Linked DNA regions of Mus musculus: all the other regions are linked to region 1. Evidence: chromatin contacts called from public HiChIP or PLAC-seq and promoter capture Hi-C data. All regions are on one chromosome and are shown on one strand. The core of a region is the stretch at or near the end of the contact, and the rest is flanking DNA. Distances in the headings are between cores, read along the strand shown. Region 1 holds the start of Lrmp (lymphoid-restricted membrane protein). Region 2 holds the start of Ints13 (integrator complex subunit 13). Region 3 holds the start of Stk38l (serine/threonine kinase 38 like).

The links. Promoter capture Hi-C pulls out the DNA fragments that hold promoters and counts their contacts. HiChIP or PLAC-seq counts read pairs in DNA pulled down with a chosen protein or histone mark.
Region 2: a contact with region 1 is called in a promoter capture Hi-C map of pre-B cells, with 5 times the contacts expected there. The contact joins the promoter of Ints13 here to the promoter of Lrmp in region 1. A contact is called at or near these places in 1 of 39 promoter capture datasets (pre-B cells) and 1 of 484 Hi-C or Micro-C datasets (B cells).
Region 3: an H3K27ac HiChIP or PLAC-seq map of microglia shows a contact between it and region 1, with 6 times the contacts expected there. The contact joins the promoter of Stk38l here to the promoter of Lrmp in region 1. A contact is called at or near these places in 1 of 39 promoter capture datasets (pre-B cells), 1 of 484 Hi-C or Micro-C datasets (B cells) and 1 of 115 datasets of contacts at active chromatin or transcription factors (microglia).

Annotation. Positions count from the first base shown.
Region 1 is chr6:145,119,846-145,123,117 of GRCm38.p6, reverse strand. Lrmp (lymphoid-restricted membrane protein) reads right to left here and starts at 1,349. Exons shown (of 19, transcript NM_008511.4): 1 at 1,012-1,349.
Region 2 is chr6:146,576,272-146,579,353 of GRCm38.p6, reverse strand. It overlaps Ints13 (integrator complex subunit 13), which reads left to right and starts at 1,519. Exons shown (of 18, transcript NM_138757.2): 1 at 1,519-2,053; 2 at 2,894-3,082. The coding sequence starts at 2,905. Fgfr1op2 (FGFR1 oncogene partner 2) reads right to left here and starts at 1,443. Exons shown (of 7, transcript NM_026218.2): 1 at 1,146-1,443.
Region 3 is chr6:146,723,103-146,726,219 of GRCm38.p6, reverse strand. Stk38l (serine/threonine kinase 38 like) reads right to left here and starts at 1,290. Exons shown (of 14, transcript NM_172734.3): 1 at 1,173-1,290.

The DNA.
Region 1 (3,272 bases), core at 100-2,599:
CTGTACCCTCCCTGATTTAAAGAACAGTTTTTATTGCTTTCTGAAACATTGAAAACCAGTGAGCTGTACAAACCAAGACAGTAACAATAAAATATTGAACAATGTTGCTATTCTAAAAGGAAGCAATTCCTTAAACGCCTCAGCCACTTCCTCAGGCCAACAGTGAAAAAGGTACAGAAATTCACAATAAACCCAGACCAAGCACCATTTGGGTCACGAGATAAATGAACTCTTATGTCTGGAAAAAAAAAATCTGTCCCACTAAATTAAGAAGTTCACTGAACAAAAGCAGCTGTCCGGTAAACGGCGAGGCACGCAAGCTTTACAATTTCCATTTCATCTTTGTAGAATAAAGCAGGTTTATAAATAGCCTGACATTTGTAATTTGACACTTGTCTTCTCACATTATTCTTGGTAAATGCTCATAATAGGCCTTTGGCTGGCACACAAAATTCTAAATACCCGTTTCAAAGGTAAAGTATATTTGAGCAGAGGAACGCACACAGTTTAACCCCAGCACTCTGGAGGCAGAAGCAGGTAGATCTCTGTGAGTTTGAGGTGAGCATAGTCTACAGAGAGTTTTAGGTCAGTCAGAACTACACAGTGAGACCCTGTCTCAAAAACAAAACTAAAGTGTGCATATATATCCATACATACACACACACATTTATATTAAGAACACATTAAAAATTTTAAAGCAAGTTTACATGTGTTTAATATTGATACACACTCTTGCACACAAGGGTAAGTTGCCTCTGAGCTAAGTAAGCCCCAGCTCTGTTTCATTTTAAACGGAAAGATAGCCATAGACAAATCTAGCAACAGCCTGGGGTGCGGGGAGCAGGGGAGGGGTCTATGGCCCTGGCCAGAGGCTGAGATCCCGGGAGCGAGAGCGAGCGATGCTAGCTAACCCTTCCACTGGCTAACCCAGCAGCTGGGATCCAGGAAAGCGGCAGAGGCTCTTCCTCCTCATCCTGGGCGACATGAACCAGAGTAGAATGAGCTACTTACACTGAACGCCCCTGGTCTTCAGCTCCTGAGTCTGAGTAGTGCTGGGGACTGTGATCTCCTTCTGGAATCGCTTCCTCTAGTTCTTGTAGCAGAGGCTTGCCTCATGCGCAGGCCCCATCCTGATCCCCCTGACCCATATGCACAGGTCAGCCTGGGTTTGAGCCGCGGGAAGGGCGCTGGATGCTTGTTCTTAGGCACAGGAAACTGGAAATATGCTTTTCTTCTCAGGGAAATGATAAGCGTAGGCTCAACTTCTGCAATTCTGTTTGCACGGGCGGGCGCAGCAGGCCCAGATCCTTCCACCCAGAGAGTCCCTAGAAGCAACTTAAGCTTTCTGTACTCCCCTCTTTCACCAGAAGGCTGTTAACACCGCCTCCTCTGCACCCCTGCACCCCTGCACCCTTGCGCCCTGCACTTCCTCTGCGCAGGCTAAAGGCCAGCCTCCTGGGACAATTGAATAGTTCCTTTTTTCCCCCTCCTCCATTTTTGCTTCACATTTTAAGGACATCTGAGGTGATATCCCTGAGTTTCATATTGCCAAGGCCTCCGGACCCCTGGCTCTATGTGCTCTCTGGCTATGGACCTTCTTCCTAGTGGGCACATCTTGCAGCCGCTTAGCAATGTCTAATGGTTTCTGAATGAAGTCGAAATTTTAAAAAAAGAAAGGGGGGGAGGGGGTGTGTGGAGGGAACGACAGAAACACCCTGAGCTTTCAGTGACACTTCAGTCACAAGTCACTCTGAGAAACTGTGAGGAACTCAAACTTCTTTAGAGAGGACCTGAAAAAATGAAAGCATTTAGAAATACAGGCTCTTGAGTAAAGCAACCCCAGAGCTCACAATCAACTCCACAGCTTCCTCGGGCTGTTTCGGATGAGCACGTGGCATGACTGGCTCCCCACGAGCTCGCTGTGACACCTGCGGCACACAAGTAGGATGTTCTACATTGGGAGCAGGGTGACAAGTTTAGTTTTTACACACCAACACGAGCTATTTAGAGGAAAGTGGGTGCGGAGGGAAATGCGTCTTTGTTTCGTTAACCTTTCTCCTTTGGACTGTCAATCATAGGAAACGGGCAGAGCTTTAGTACCGGAAGTATCTCCCCCAACACAGCTGGAAACTCACTGGATATTCCCACTGTGAACTCAGAGGTCATTCTCTACCTCTTATCTCCCACCACAAATGTCCTTGAGCCTTTAGCACTTCTCATTTGGCTCCCACTCTCCGCTAGCCAGCAAGACTAATCTGTGGCGTACTGATGACTCAGTGGTTACCAGGAACTGCTTGAGTACAAACCTTAACCCACTGGGCCCACCCATTTTGAATTAGGATCAAAGTGGGGGGGGGGGGTAGAGGGAAGACAGCCATCAGTCCCAGGCTCCTTGCAGTTAAAGCCTAACTGTGTGCCTGCATAAAACAGCACTGCTTATAACATCAGAAGCAAGAAGGACCACGGCCCTTTCAGCATCGTTTTGTATATAGAGGCATTCCCCAAAGCTGCTTGCGCGACCGCCTACAGTCGCTTATGCTCTGTAATGGCGCTAAAACAATATGAACAATGTATATTGAAATCTACACTCTTAAATATTTATAGTTCTTACTAAAAGAGGTAATGCTCTTTTGAGATAGGATCTCATATACCCCAGGCTGGTCTCTAATTTTCTATGTAGCTGAGAACTTCTGGTCCTCCTTCCTCTACCTCCCTAGAGTTGGAATTACACACATCCACCACCTAGAGCAGCTTGTGCTCTCATGCTAATTTATGTTACCCAAAAACCTGTTTGCAGTGTCCTGCATGTAGGCTAAAGGAAGCCTACCCCCAGCTGGCTCTGATTGGAAAATAAAGTTGCCAGTGGCCAATGACTGGGCAAGGAGACAGAGGCGGGACTTTTAGAATTCCAGAGTAAGAGAGGAGGAGGAAGAAGGGATCCCACCATGAGAAGGGCATAGGACAGACTATGCCAGGAAGGAGCAGGGGGGAGAGCAGGCTGAAATGTAGGTACGAGGGGGAAAGCAGCCCCAGAAGGGCTGCCCAGAAGGGTCTTGGACAGCAAAGATAAAATATATATTTAGTAAGTGTTAACTCAGGAATATCAGAAGGGAGTGTATGCTAGCTTCGGGGCAGTTTAAGTGCCATTTATCTAGGTAAGGTATATTAAAAATAAACCAACGTGAGCAAAAAGCTAACGCGAACCTACCAGGAGTATAAAGCAGAATTTTAACTATTTGCTGAGACAACCACTAAGTCTAATTTATTCAGTA
Region 2 (3,082 bases), core at 270-2,769, 1.5 Mb before region 1:
TCTAAGAGACAGAATTTTTATATCAAATTCTTTAGAATGACATTATAAATAAATATATATATGTGCGTGTATGTGTATATATATATATATATATATATTGCTTGCTCTGTGCCAACACTGAGATAGCATTTGTTTTAAACATGAATAAGACATGATTCCAGACTCAAGTTCAAGCTGGCAGGAGAGACAGGTAATTGAACAAATAATACATCCTAATGAATACTGCAAAACTATGTCAAGAGCTATCCGAGTTCATTGTACTGTCAATGTCACCGGAGGGAGTCTAAAAAGAATCATCTATGAATTGGGTTTTGATAGATGATAAGACAGAAGGAAAAGCAAGCATTCTAGCAGACTATATGGACTCACATGGCACAGTGTTTGGAAAGGAATTAGGGGTGGCAATAAGATGACACTGAAAAGGTAAAATATGATGAGATAGGATGGTAAAAAACCCTGATGAATCGATATGCTTAAATTAGAACTTGAAAAAGTTTCAGGCGAATACATGTCACAGTAAGTATGGAAGGCTGAGGCGGGGACACCGGTTTGGGGTGGAGGAAGGGCAACTGTAACAGTCACAGTGAAAGAAGCAAAAAAACCTGGTGCAGTGTGAGTGGAATACAGAACGTAGGCAGTTCTGAGGTCCGTGTTCTGGAAAGGAGGACGGGAAGAAAAGAGAGTCCTCACTCTTGAGGAGCAGACACAGATGCTGGTAGCAATATAAAAAGCATGTGTCTTTCAAAGAAAACCTTAGAATGGGATAAAGAAAGAATGCGTGCAGACCACACACACCAATAAGCATCCTGTCCACACACATCACTCTGAAAGCAGAGAACTGCACTGTTCTTGAAAATGGTGGAATGCACACACTTGGAGCTTCTGAAACATTTGTCTGGAGAAAACCAGTTTTTCAACTTGAAACCGAATTTGGAAGGCCGCTGAGGGACTCAAACGATCCCAGCAGCTCCCTCAGGACCGTGGCTAAGTCCCAGGCGCAAACGCGGTCAAGTGTGCTGAGGTAAACTCAACAGTGACAAGTCCCTCAGGCCACCGCCCACGGAGCTCCCGAGTGGCAGGAAGGGGAACCCGGAAGGGGTGTCCCGCGGCGTGCAGGCCCAGGGTTTTCAGGGAACTTTCCGTACCTCAGTTCCCGGCAGGACCTCAGGGAGAGCACGGAGAGAGGAAGCCCGGCTCAGAGGCTCGCCCACGCGTGTAGTTATTCCACTGCGCTTCAGTCCCCCTGGGGCGACGACCACCCGCGAGGTGGAGTGCCCACGGAGTGGTCTCCGCGCCCTCGCTGCGCCTGCTCAGCGAGCGGACGCACAGTCCTGCTCACACAGCGGCGGGACGTACGGGAAACCCACTCGTCTCGGCCCCATCCCGGGCGGACCAGAACCTCCGCGACCCGCAGCCGCTGAGCGACAAGCCTCGCGAGACTTCCCTCTGCTGGTTCCCGAAGGCCCCACCCCCGGTAAACGGCTGGCCGTTGATTGGAGAACGGGGAGGGGGCGGGGCTTCTCTCCTCGCCCCCCTCTCAAGGTTTTGCTCTGCCGCTCGCACACTCTCGCGTGTTTTCCGAGGGGCTACCGGCCCGGACTGGAGGCGGAGAGGGGAGGTTGGGTGGGTAGGCTCTGCCTGTCCAGAGCCGAGGCTGGCTTGTCCCGGCCGTGGCTTAGTACTTTGTGGGGGGATCTCTCGGGTCGTCCTGACCGTTCTTCCCTACGGTTGATTGGGAACAAATGTTAAAGGCTTTTTTTTTCCCCTCACTTGCTCCGCCCTCTTCCGGTTCGGCCTCTGGTGGCTTCTAAGGAGAAGGGAAGATGGCGGGGCTGTGCGAGAGCGCCGTGCGCACGCGCGAGTCCGAGTGCGCTCTTGTGCTTGCACGCGCATGCGCGCGCCCCTGCGTTTAAGCAGCCGGAGTGTTGGGAGATGAGCCGGGCAGTCAGTCTTCTGCGGGTTGTACCAGACCGACTGTGCGCCGACTCCCCACCCACCCTCGTCCGCCTTCTCTCTCAGCCTCCGTTCATTCACTGCAGGACCAGGCACGAAAGTAAGCGAACCTCGATGCCGAGGTCTTCCCCATCCACTCACCTCGTTCGCCGCCCCCCACCCCCCTTGCAGTCAGGTGTGTGCAGAAGGTTTGCAGACAGGGACTTTGGCGGGGAGGGGCGGTGCGTTCCAGAGCAGCAGGAGGTAATAGCGGGACCCTAAGGTGGTTTGTTACCTTGAACACTTGCTGTTTCCCAGGTGCTTTAGAATGTAGGTTTAAAAAAAAAATTTTTTTTTTTTTGGTCTGTAAAATTTTAGGAGCGAAGCAGGGCAGTGCACCACATGTTCTGTGTTTATAAGAAAAAGTTTTAGAAGTGTTTTCTCTTCGCCAGCATGGGATAGCATCTGCTTGTTGTGGTCTACGTGGTGAATTACTGTAGTGTATTGCAAGTGGAGGGAGAGGATGAGTTTGAAGCCATAGAAAGACGCAATATGCAGTTACCGTAGGAGATGTGTGTCTATTTTGGGTTGTACTTTTGCTGTCAGTCTTTTCCTGTTGATTTCCCTTAGCCCCTAACAAGGATCACCATAAATACATTTGAGGAATTAGATCTGTGATTTGTAGGCATAAGAATCAAATACAATGTGCACAGATGTTTTCTTCTATTTTAAGTGCTTTGTAAAAGAAAAAAAGAAGTATGAACTAACTTCATTTGGTAGATAGACTGCATGGTATGATGTGGCATATTCTTTGAACTGGCACCATTACTTTGGCCTTTTTTGCACAAAATTCTCAGAACTTAGGATCCGTATCAAATCTTGAAAACACACTTAAGTGAGAAATCATTTATGATAAATGTTATGTGTCATCGTTTTGACTAGTTTGTTTATCCTTTTACAGGTTAAAACAAAATGAAGATTTTTTCTGAATCTCATAAAACAGTGTTTGTTGTGGATCACTGCCCATACATGGCAGAATCCTGTAGGCAGCATGTGGAGTTTGATATGCTGGTGAAGAACAGGACCCAAGGCATCATCCCTTTGGCTCCCATCTCCAAATCCTTGTGGACTTGCTCAGTAGAATCTTCCA
Region 3 (3,117 bases), core at 41-2,540, 1.6 Mb before region 1:
ATGTGGTTTTTCTGAGTCTAATTTGTTCATTACTTAACAGCAAGGCCTTTCAAAAGAGCACGGAAACTACACCGAACTATGCTTCTCATTCTAAACACATCCCAACAAATGGGATGCCTAATCGGGCCTCTAACTAGGAGAAAAAACGCTCAGCAGAGCGAAGGCAAATACCAAACTTTTATCCCTTGTACTTCTTCTGAGACCAGGATTTTCCAAATAAAAGTACTTTTATGACCTCGCGCAATATCATAATTTATCGTATATTTAACTAAATTATCTCCCCAAATAGACACAAGAGCAACTAACTCAAATAAAGTGCCTCTTGGCCACGAGGGAAAGAGCATAATAAACTTAATTGTTTTATATATCCTGAGGCGTAAGAGAAAAACCTTTCCATTTAGGCTTGTGCGTGAGACATCAAGACAACTTGATATGCAAATTGCAAGGCTTATTGACTTAAAGTAGGGAGACCTGACCGATTTAAGCCACGACTGCCAAATAAGGGGTAATCACCACCTTAAAACCATTGAACTTTGTTCGCCTGGCTTCTTGGCAGTCGTGTGGCTAATACCAGAGCCAAATCCATAAGTGGCTTCTACCGAAACGCGTCCCAAGTTGCAGAGGAGCCGGAGAGCGCGCCGGCTCTGCACCGAGTGAGTCCCGAGGGGCGGCAGCAGCGCACCTCTACACCAGCCGCTGCTCCAGACCCACCTCGCATCTCTTCACCGCGTTTCTCCAAACTTCGGGACCCAAGAGCGACCCCGCAACAGAGAAAGTAGCATCGGTGACAGGGACGCCGCGGCTCGGGCACAGTTTGCCGTCGCTGTGCACCGGCAACTTTGTGCCGGCGAGCCGTGCCCTCTGCGTCCGGAGGGGACGGGAAGGTGGGCCCGGAGCAGGACGCGCGCGGGGCTGGCGGCTCCGCTCCCGGTACGCAGGCTGCCGCACCCGGCTCGGCGAAGGCCCCGGTGACTGACAGGCGGTGGGGGCGCGGCCCCGCCTGCAGCCCGGGGACGCCGCGCACGGCCGCGGTTCTCCGCTCCGCCAGGGACACCTGGGCTGGGCGCCGCGGGCTGTACCGCGCCAAGCCCCTCACACCTCCCCGCAGCGAGCGCCGCCCTAGCCCCGCGGCCCTGCCCCGCGCCGGCGCCGGTGCCCTCGCCCGCTCTCACCTGCCGGTGTCGCCCGCGCCCGCTCAGCCTCCTCCTCAGTCACCGCAGCCCGCGGCGCGCGTCTCTCGCGCCAGGCCCCGCCTCGTCCCGCCCCGTGAGGCGGTGCCAAAGCGGCCGCGCCAGAATCTCGCGAGACTTGATCTCCTAGATTTTTTTTTTTAAAGGGGTCGCCCCTGACGTCATACGCACCCAGGCGGAAGTGTCCTTCTGGCGTCAGCGCCAGTACCGACCCCCACCTTCGCGGGCGGAAGTGTAGGTTGGTCCAGGAACCTGAGCTCAGTCTAATCACTACTGGGCGTTGTAACGTTCTTGTCTCATGGCCCTCTCCAGTTCTAACTGGTTCTGCCTGACCCTGAGAGAGGCCTGGTGTGATGGAGCTCTCCTCAAGGCAATGCAAAGATGGCTCCATAGAGGAGAGATCACCAATGTAGCAGCTCTGTGACTTCCACGTCTCTATAACTGAACCCGAAAGGCTTAGGAGGATTTAGAATTTAGGAAGACCACAAGAAACTTACCAGCATACATGAAAATTTGCTAAACTTACCTGAAAAATCCCAGAGCAGTTGACAACATAACATACAGCATTAGGCTAGAAAATTGTCGTCGTCATTGTCTCTTCCCTTCGCATCAAAGGTAGGCAGGCAAACTTCAGGACCCGCGGACTAGCCAAACACTATACACTGTGTGTCCTACACACACCTACTCTTAATTTATACATCCAGCACAGTAAGAGATTAACAACCGAACCATAGATTTAAGCAACCTCAACAACATTTACTTTAAAAAAACAAACAAACAAACAAACTTTGACGCCAGGTACAGTGTTTCATGCATGTAATCCCATCACCAAGGAGGCTGAGGCAGAAGCTGCGGCAAGTTTGAGACCAGCCTGGGCTACATAGTGAGTTTGAGCCCAGCTAGAGCTACAGAGTGAGACCCAGTCTTAACAATACAAAAGCAGGCTAAATCTTATCTTTGATGTAGACAGCCAGCTGCTCTTGTGCTTTGGGGCTATTATGAAATAAAATGAGGATTATTGGAACAAGGACCATGCCTCCCAGGGGGCCAGGAGTTTCACATACACAACATTGACACTCCAGAGGAACTGCTAGCGTCCTGGGAGCAACACAGTGAGGGGAGTGAGAGACTTCATTGGCTACTTAGAACGGCATTTTCAGTTTAAAACTGGTGAATCATTTATTTCTGGAATTTTCCACTTCATAATTTTGGAACATGGTTGACTGTGGGTACTGCCAAAGTGAATCTGTGGATAAAGGGAGAAGAGTGTGTGATATTTAGAAAATCACTTTCCCATGGAGAACACAGGGGAGAGTTTTGGGAAAGTGACAAGAGTTTTGCTTTTTAAGATAAAACTGGTCTTTGAGTAAGACAAACCAATATTCCCAATCACTATTAACAAATCCATTCTTGGAGCCGGGTGTGGTGGCGCACGCCTTTGATCCCAGCACTCGGGAGGCAGAGGCAGGTGGATTTCTGAGTTCGAGGCCAGCCTGGTCTACAGAGTGAGTTCCAGGACAGCCAAGGCTATACAGAGAAACCCTGTCTCGAAAAACAAAAAAAAAAAAAAACAAAAAAAAAACAAAACAACAAAAAAAAACAAATCCATTCTTCAAACAGTGGGATTTTATGAAATACCCTTAGCTTTTACACTATTAAAACAATATATGCAAGGGCTAGAGGATGGCCCTCTTCTGCTCTCACAAAAGGCCAGAGTTAGGTTCCCAGCACCCACAGCAGATGGTGCACACCTTAGTAACTCCAGTTCAGGAAATTGGATGCCCCTTTTCAGCTACCAGAGGCACCTACATACATGTACATGTGCACACTTACACAGAGACACATATATACAATGTAAGGGTCCAAAAATCACTGAAGGAAGAGCCCAGACTCAGATAGTATGCAAAAACAAAGAGTGTTTATTCCA